Regions from separate parts of the Mus musculus genome. Here all the other regions are linked to region 3. The links are chromatin contacts, called in public promoter capture Hi-C maps. All regions are on one chromosome and are shown on one strand. Each heading gives the region's core, a stretch centred on a gene start, on an enhancer-like site or on the middle of the called end of the contact. The rest is flanking DNA. Distances are from core to core; before and after follow the strand shown.

What was found. Promoter capture Hi-C pulls out the DNA fragments that hold promoters and counts their contacts.
Region 1: a promoter capture Hi-C map of liver shows a contact between it and region 3, with 2.2 times the contacts expected there. The contact joins the promoter of Pdlim1 here to the promoter of Fra10ac1 in region 3. A contact is called at or near these places in 3 of 39 promoter capture datasets (embryonic stem cells, liver and pre-B cells).
Region 2: a promoter capture Hi-C map of the 3T3-L1 cell line shows a contact between it and region 3, with 6 times the contacts expected there. The contact joins the enhancer-like site here to the promoter of Fra10ac1 in region 3. A contact is called at or near these places in 3 of 39 promoter capture datasets (the 3T3-L1 cell line, hippocampal neurons and maxillary cranial neural crest) and 2 of 115 datasets of contacts at active chromatin or transcription factors (extraembryonic endoderm stem cells and large pre-B cells).

Annotation. Positions count from the first base shown.
Region 1 is chr19:40,270,198-40,272,897 of GRCm38.p6, forward strand. It overlaps Pdlim1 (PDZ and LIM domain 1 (elfin)), which reads right to left and starts at 1,419. Exons shown (of 7, transcript NM_016861.4): 1 at 1,149-1,419. The coding sequence starts at 1,244. It overlaps Gm41845 (a long non-coding RNA gene), which reads left to right and starts at 1,369. Exons shown (of 3, transcript XR_877853.2): 1 at 1,369-1,583.
Region 2 is chr19:40,240,123-40,242,822 of GRCm38.p6, forward strand. All of the region lies in intron 4 of Pdlim1 (PDZ and LIM domain 1 (elfin)), which reads right to left. Among named protein-coding and RNA genes, the nearest start is that of Gm41845, 30 kb to the right of the region's middle. Within about 2 kb of position 1,394, at least 138 of the 459 cell types and tissues checked have an H3K27ac peak or open chromatin away from gene starts, as enhancers often do. A contact at or near this core is called in extraembryonic endoderm stem cells, where this site is marked.
Region 3 is chr19:38,222,851-38,225,550 of GRCm38.p6, forward strand. It overlaps Fra10ac1 (FRA10AC1 homolog (human)), which reads right to left and starts at 1,302. Exons shown (of 14, transcript NM_001081075.2): 1 at 1,112-1,302.

The DNA.
Region 1 (2,700 bases), core at 169-2,668, 2.0 Mb after region 3:
CCATTTCCATCCCAGAATCCCTCTGAGATTTAAAAAAAAAAAAAAAAAAAAAAAAAAGACACATTTACAAGACTGGAGGAGCAAGTTTAAGGTTAGCTTCAGCAGACAAGTGTACAAAAGAATGGAATGTGGTCCCTCTAGGTCAGGCATCCCTGAGGTTTTTCTATCTCCTTAATTAAAAGATATTTAGTAACACCCCCGGGGCCCAGCGGAGTCACGCGCGCGCGCGCGCGCGCGCACACACGCACACACACACACACACACCTATATGAAAGGACTAAAAATCTAAAGTATTGACTCTCAGTGGGACATATTCCTTGTGTTTGGCCCAAATCACATAGCCAAAGTGTGGACTTCCAAATACCGAGCCTGAGTCTAACAGGGGGTTGCATTTCAATTACGGGCCACGGGTCTAGCAGTCTGCGATTGAGCCACCCGCCCTCCCACAGATAAGACCCAACCAAGAAGTTTTCAATCATCACCACCACACACCGTTAGTGCGCTTCCCCAAAAGGAAATGGCCTTATCGCGAATAACCTGGAGGGCAGAAAGGTGATCTAACCACCTTAGACAGGGAGAGACTACGGAGGTTTATCTGGGGTTATTTCCCAACTCCAGTGTTTCCTGTGAAAGGCTTTACAGAACCGAGAGCCAGCCACGGGTCATATCCGAAGAGTGTAAAATTGTTGTTTCGGTTGTTAGCTGAACGAATCCCATTCGCCTTCCAGGGAACTTTTCTGTACTCCATTCACCTTCCAGGACTTTCTATTGCTTCCGATTAGCTCTCCCCAACTCTTTCACTGTGAAGAGCAAGGAGTGTTAACTCTTGGCGCACAGGGTCTGCGGAGCCCCAGGTCTCCACGCCCAGGCACAAAGCTTGTCTGCTTGCCGCGCCGCGCCACGCTTCCGGGGCGCAGAAAGAAAACTGTCTTTGGCCTTGACTCAGCGCGCACCGAGCCCGCTTGCCCCGGAGCGCGGCGGTTGGGACGGGGTGGCAGATGGCACAGAGCGCTCGGCGAATGGCGCACCTGGATGCGCCCCACCGCGATCCCCTCGGAGCTCCAGTCACCCCGACCTCCATAGGGACGCAGCGCGCCGCCACCCTACGAAACCACCCCGTTCCCACGCGCGTCCCAAGACGCTCTTACCCGGGAAATGGCGAGAGGTTGTTCGAAGTCCTTGCCGCCCACGAGGCGGAAACCCCAGGGACCCGGGCCCTGGAGAACAATCTGCTGGGTGGTCATCGCTAGGCACAATCGGAAGGGACAGACAGGCAAGGCACAGAACTGCACGGCGCGCGGGGCTCCCGGAGCAGCTGTCGGAGAAAGAGCGCGCGGCGGGAGTTGGGAGATCCTGGGACGGGCGGGGTCGCGAGCGAGGGCGGGGACAGATCCGCCCCGGCCGCGTCGCTGCAGCCCCGCCCGGCCCGCGCCTCCACTCCCAGCGGGCCCGCAGGACCTCGCCAGACTCTAATCCGGGAGTTAGGCTCTTCAACTCCGCCCAGCAGCCCCGAACCTCCGCCCGCACCTCCTCCCGCCCTACCCACAGCCTTCTTGCTGCTCCCAACCCGGCATGAAAGCTAGGTGAGACCTAAGCCTTGTCCCCACCTACAGCAGACCTTACAAACCCACGCGTTGTGCTTTGCAAAAAGTCGAAAAGGATTGAGCGAGGTCAGAGCGGTTTACACTTTTGGAAACCGCAGAGCCGTTTAAGAGGCGCTTTCAAGTGATCTCACCTGACGCAATTAGGCGCTTTATCTCTAGTCCCATTTTAGAGATAAAGTCATTGAGGCTGCCCGAGATTATAAAGCACCCCTAAGGCTACGCAACAACTCGGGGTTGCTACTGAATCATTTTCCAGGCTCCTTGGGCCACCCTGGAAGCTTTCCAATGCTAATGGGACTATAACGGTTGGGGGGGGGGGTAGTCAGGGGGTTATAATTAGGCTCTACGAAGTTCCTAGAAACCTTTCCTCCTGGCTGGAGTTGAAATTGAAGGTAGGTGAATTCTGACGTTCCCAACAATTCCATCATGAAGTCCGGGGTGGACCAATGCCGGGAAAGCGGTGAATGGAAATTCCAGGGTTCAAAGCTCCCTATCAGTTTCTTCTGTGAGCTGCCCCCAAAATAAGTTCTCAAAACAGATTAAACCACAACTCATGCTGTCCACTGATGCTTCTTCACCCTGAGTAAAAATCCAACCCTTTAAATGCCTCTAAGGCCACTCCAAGAACGACTTGAATCTGCTGTAATCTGTCTCCAACTTTGACCACACTGGCCTCCTACTCAGAGCTTTGCCATCACGTGTATCCTTCCCCCAGATAACTCAAGGGTTTCTTGCAGATACCATCTTCTGGTTAAGGCCATTTCTGAGAGCCATTTAAACATCCCCTCTAGACCCCCTTTAACTTCCACTGCCTTAATTCTCTGCCCATCCCTGTGTAGTCTATAGTTTACTTATTAGTTTGTCCTACCCACATTCCTAAGCGCTAGTTTCAAGACCTGACGGGTTTTTATCTTGCAAACAGCTCACTGCGGTGTTCCCCGCCTAGAATAATCTCATGATGGATGTAATACATTAGCCAACCTTAGGACCACTGACCCCCTCGTGGTTTTCCTGGTTCCCATTCATTCGGGAAGCTGGACACAGGTTGAATGGATTTGTGAAAAGTGCAGCTCCTCGCGACCCCCCGCGGTCCTGG
Region 2 (2,700 bases), core at 144-2,643, 2.0 Mb after region 3:
CTGAGGCAGACTTCTCTCCATCAGTGAACTCGGCAGTAACCAGCATTCCCTCAGCACCTTCCAGTACAATGTAGTGCATTCCCTTGACAAGCTGGTGGAAAGGCCAGTGGCTAAGAGCCCACCTCAAAGATCAGGAGACAGGGTCTCAGAGGACTTACAAGGTCTGTCTAAACTCACTCGGCTGGCAGGAGGCAGAGTCATTTTCTAGGACTCTATCTACAAGCCTGAAGAAAGTAGTAGACGTCGAATAAATTATGAACTCTAGCCTGGGCATTACCAAATTTTAACAGGTCCCTCCTACACATAATTGAAGAGGTGGGAGCGAAGGTGCTAGCAATATTTCTTTCACAGAACTGGTACTCAGTAGGTACTCAAAACAGGATCACTAAGCTGAAGTCGCCTAGAAGGGAAGGGCAGCAGAGGGCCTCCCTCTCCACTGTCAGCAAGGAGGCCTGCTGAGGAGACAGACCCTCACCTGCCTTTCCAGATGGTAACGCTGCTGACGACATTCTGACCTGCCTGGGATGCTGCTGTACCAAGATCTACAAGACAGATAAGACAGACAGACAGGCAAGACAGACAAACAGACAGACAAGACAGACAGACAGACAAGATAGACAGACAGACACTGCTGCTGACATTCTGTACCAAGATCTACAAGACAGACGGACAGACAGACAAGACACACACACACACACACACACACACACACACACACACACGTACACACACACACACACACACGTACACAGCAGAATGATCTGAAGTGCTTGGACCCCTCCCACCACCCCTCAAAACAAAAAAACAAAGAAACAGGGTTAGCCCCAGGGAATGGGCAGTGACCTCAGAGGTAAAGTATGTCATGAGCCAGTTCTGGAACATCAGCGAATTCAGACTAAACAGTGGGGGTGAGCCAGCCCCTGGCCTTGTGCTGAGCAGGGATGGTTACGGAGTGCCTGCCCTGGTTGGCAGGATCATCTGAGAATATACTAGAAACAAGCCACCAGGCAGAGATCCCTACGCAAGAAACATGGCAGGCTCAGCAGCTACTTTCCCTCCAGCTTCAGGGATTCCCACGGCTTCTTAGATTCCTGCTCCAGGAGCTTGGGTTGAAACAGATAATGGGCCCCCTTTGCTGAGGGAATCTGCAAGGAGACTTGATGAAGACCTGCAGGCTGCTGCAGCCAAAGAAACCATGCCTGCGTGCCAAAAGCAGACAATGGGAGGGGGCGGGGCGCAATCAGGGAGCATGAGCGAAGAAGAAGAAAGAAGACGTTAAGGAAGGAAAAATATCTAAGGCAGCCACACTAAAAATACTTTCCAGGCACATACTTCTCTCAGTGCATAGCAGTTCTTTCAATTAAGGATGTGTCATTTCCTGGGTTATTAAATCCAGATCATGGAACATTCCACTCGGGGACAGTAAAGGAAGGGTCACGTTCCCAGCCTCTCCAAGCACCATAAGCAGCGGAACACAAGAATGGTGGTCCTTAGTGTTCAGATCACTGAGCTGCATGCAAGCTTCCCTTCAGGATGTGATACTTAGAGGATGCCCTGCCTGGCACTTTCCCTTGTATGCCCAGCATCCCCATAACCACCTAGAAGGGCGTCAACCTACCAAGCAGGTAAGACCTCGTGGGAACCATAATTGGCGTAAGAGATAATAGTTCTGGCCACTACAATTAAAGCCAGTGAGCTTCAGCCTCTTCTGAAACCAAAACCTCACCAGACTCTAAGGAACATACAGATCTGTTCCATCCGGTCCTCTTCGTGCCAGGGGCAAAGACTTGTGTGCAGGAGATGGCCAATAGTCTCAATATCTGTCTGATCTGTCTGTCTTCATCTGCTACCCTCCCTCCATCTCTCTCCCATCCCTTCCTCTCCCCAGACCCTGAAGACCACAAACACAATGGGGGTTCCTGTAACAGCTCTCAAAATAGTTAAGGAGCCTGGGACTGTAGCCCCATCCCCACAACTTGCATTTGAAACACTTAGCTTGCACCTAAAATGAGCTAAAATTTGGACAGATGAATAAGGAAGAAACTGGATGGCAAAACAGGCTTTTGGAGTTAACACAAAATCTGAGCGAGTAAAAGTCTACACCATCCCTGTGGGCTGTACATGAACATAGGGCTCCACAAGGGTAGCTCAATTGTGTTTGAACTGCGCTCCTTACCCTGCAGGCCCATCCTCAGGCATGAGTCCTAATCTACTCCCCACCCTCTGTCATAACACCGTCATTAACACTGTCATGCCCAGTTCCCTTGCCATGGGTGACTGAAGTGTCCCCAAAGAGTTAGGGACAGAGCAAATTTAGGGCCCTCTGCTGGAAGAAACAGGAGACCAGATAGAGAGGTAAAGGTAGATACAGCCCACAGGTATGTGACAGAGGACATGCCTGCCAGGTTCCACCTGCGGTCCCATCTCTCCTGTTGTTAAGCCAGCTTCTGTCACAGGTCAGAACCCATCCCTCTAGGCAGGAACTTGCAGCTTCATGGATTTAGCTCTGTCATTTCCGGTCTACATTAGTGAGGAAGCAAGCATTGCTTCACCGAGACTGCACAACTGTGTGTGCTACTAAGATCCAGTGGGAAGCATGGAGCAGTCCTCCCAAATACTCTACAATGAGGACTCCCTCAGGACACGGGATGACGGTCCTGTGAACGACCATGACCAGAAGCTGAGGGTGACCACCAGTGC
Region 3 (2,700 bases), core at 52-2,551:
TGTCAGTTGTGCCTGAAAAGGCATCTGACTCCAGCATTACACAGAGTTTGGAACACACATGAGCAAGGGTACAGATGATTTTACTACTGTATATCATCAATAGTCAACTCCTGCAGCTGAAAGGAGCCAGTCCAGGTCAAGTGATAATATTTTTCAGCTTTGGTATTTGTGTCAGTAAGTGTACAGAATTCGTAACACACATTAATAGGGGTAAAGGTGGGTTGCAATCTTTATTGCTGAAAGGACCCAGTCCAGGTAAAGAGACATTAACTTTAGCATCTGTGTTGGCAAGTACAGCTAGGATAGCCAGTGTCTGCGTTCTTGACTACCTTCTGTTTGTCATTCTGTTAAATAAGGTAGCTATGTCAAATCATTAAATTCTGTGAGTCTCTGCAACTCCATTTTCAAACTTGGGCGTGTGAGTATATACCTCTCTTCCTTATCCCACCAAATGCTAAAGAGAAGGCAACAGCCAAGCTTTGGAGACATAGGTTTGCAAGCCACAGTTCTTCCTGACCGACAGCTATCATTGCCTTATACACCTAGACGTCACACCTTTTAGCAGATCTCATCAAGGCTGTTCAAATTCTACTACCCTCTAATCCATCCTCACGTGCTTCATATATTGATGGTGGAAAACCGCAGTGTGGAGCCTGGAGCAGTTGCAGAATCTAAGGTCTGGCTGGCACAGACGCGTCTCCTACTTCCCCACTTATGTAAAGGTTAACATAGAGGTTATGTAAAGAAGCCCAAACCTCAAGCTTACATAGTTTGGGGACGGTACCTAGTACAGGAAGACCTGAAACTAGTAGAACCTGGAACTAGTAGATCATCTTGACCCCTCATTCCAGACACCTCTTCTCTGCTCCGACGCCACATTTCTTTTTATCTCGGGCAGCTTCATCCATCCCTTGAGCTATCTTAACCCAGTAGCTTCACTAAAAAGCTCTCACTCAAATCATGCTATCAACTGACTGGAATTAAGAAAATCTCGAGAATAGGGCATCTGCTGCCTCCCGAATCTGTCAAAATAAAAATGAGACTCAACTACTAAGAACCAGTTTCAAAGTCCTCTCTGAGATCAAACACGCCCACGGCCCTCCTTACACACCCCTTCCCTTCCGCTCTTCTCTGTCTGGCAAGTTCGCCCCCAAGAGTCCTGACAGCTGCAGCGACGAGCCACGGCCTCAGCGAGCCGCTGCAGGTCCGCGCCGGTCCTCCAGAGCCACGCAGCGCCGCCGCCCGCGCCACTGTCACCGCACGCTGCACGCCTGGCCCTACGGGTACCGGCTGGGAACCGCTTCCGGCCCGGCTCAGAGGCGTGTCACATCGATAAGACACCGTTCTCCGGCGCGCCGACTCTGTGCTGCAGCCAGAATGGCTCGGGGGTAAACAAAGACGGCGGAAGAAAAGGCCCGGAAGAGGAAGCAGAGGCTCCCTGCTTTGGTCCCTCATTTTTCCTTTGGGCCATCTCCTTTTTCCTCTAGGGAATCCAATATGTAGTACAATGTGGCACTGCCCAGCCCACGTCCTTCATTGGAAAATGTATATTGCTATAGAGAAAAACCCCGCCTGTCACCTGCGGTCCTCTCTCTAGTAACCTTAGTAACGCCTCCACCGAGCATCCTCGCCCAGCCAGCAGCTCAGCCTCAGATCTGCCTTATCACCCCCTCTTTTTCCCCTACGAAAACAGTGCTCATAATTAGAACAGAAATAGCTTCCCCGCGTTCCGCCACCCACACAATAGATACTGTTCCAAAGGCAGTGCTGGCGGCTGAAGAGATCGAGTTGGCAAGGAAAAGAAGAAATGGGGAATGAAAAAGATTTCACAGGGTCGCAGATTCTACGCCAATAAGCAACCTAGCACACGCAGAAAGGGCATCCAATATAAAATTTAAGGAAAAAAAAAAAAAAAAAAAACACCTCAGGCAGCCAGAATTAAATTATTTTAAGCTCCACTGGGTTGTTCCTGCATTGTGTTTGCCCTACACCGTGACGTCCCATTCCTCTTTCCACTGGGTACAGATCTTGCTTCTCTTCAATACCAGCAGTTATTCATCTCGCACTCCGCAGCCAACACTGTGCCTTTGAAATCACAGGAGCTACTAAAACATTTGCTGAACAGAACTGGCATGCTTCTCACTTTTACAGCGGGTCCATGTTAAGGAAGAACTCTGAATCTTAATACACGTTCATTTTAAATCTTTTATCCTAACCAGTAGATAACAATATCCCTGTCAATCAGTTCAAGACTTTTTTTATTCCTGGCAGCAAATCATAGATACACCCTGATTTACATAGAGCAGCGATTGCAATCTTGTTAATTACAAAATTATAAATTTATGCATTTCAAGGTGCATTTGAATTATACTACAATAAAAATGTTTCCTTTAAAAATGTAAATAGGAAACCTCATAATTTAATATTATTAAAGTATTGAGTTAATTTGTCAAGCAGTCAATTTTTATAGATATCTAAAAACCAAATACTTTGTCCTTTTATCACTAATAAGAACTCCTGTAGCCTAAATGAAACTCTTGTATACCAATATTTGACATGCATTAGCATTTTTGTTCCTTTTTAAAAAACATCTTTTATCTATTAACTTCTTTTTAGTTTTCCAACAACCCTGTGCTGCTGTTGTAGGCCCTGCATTTAAATTTTTTAAAGATGTTGCTTCTGTGTCATATGTGTGTGCCT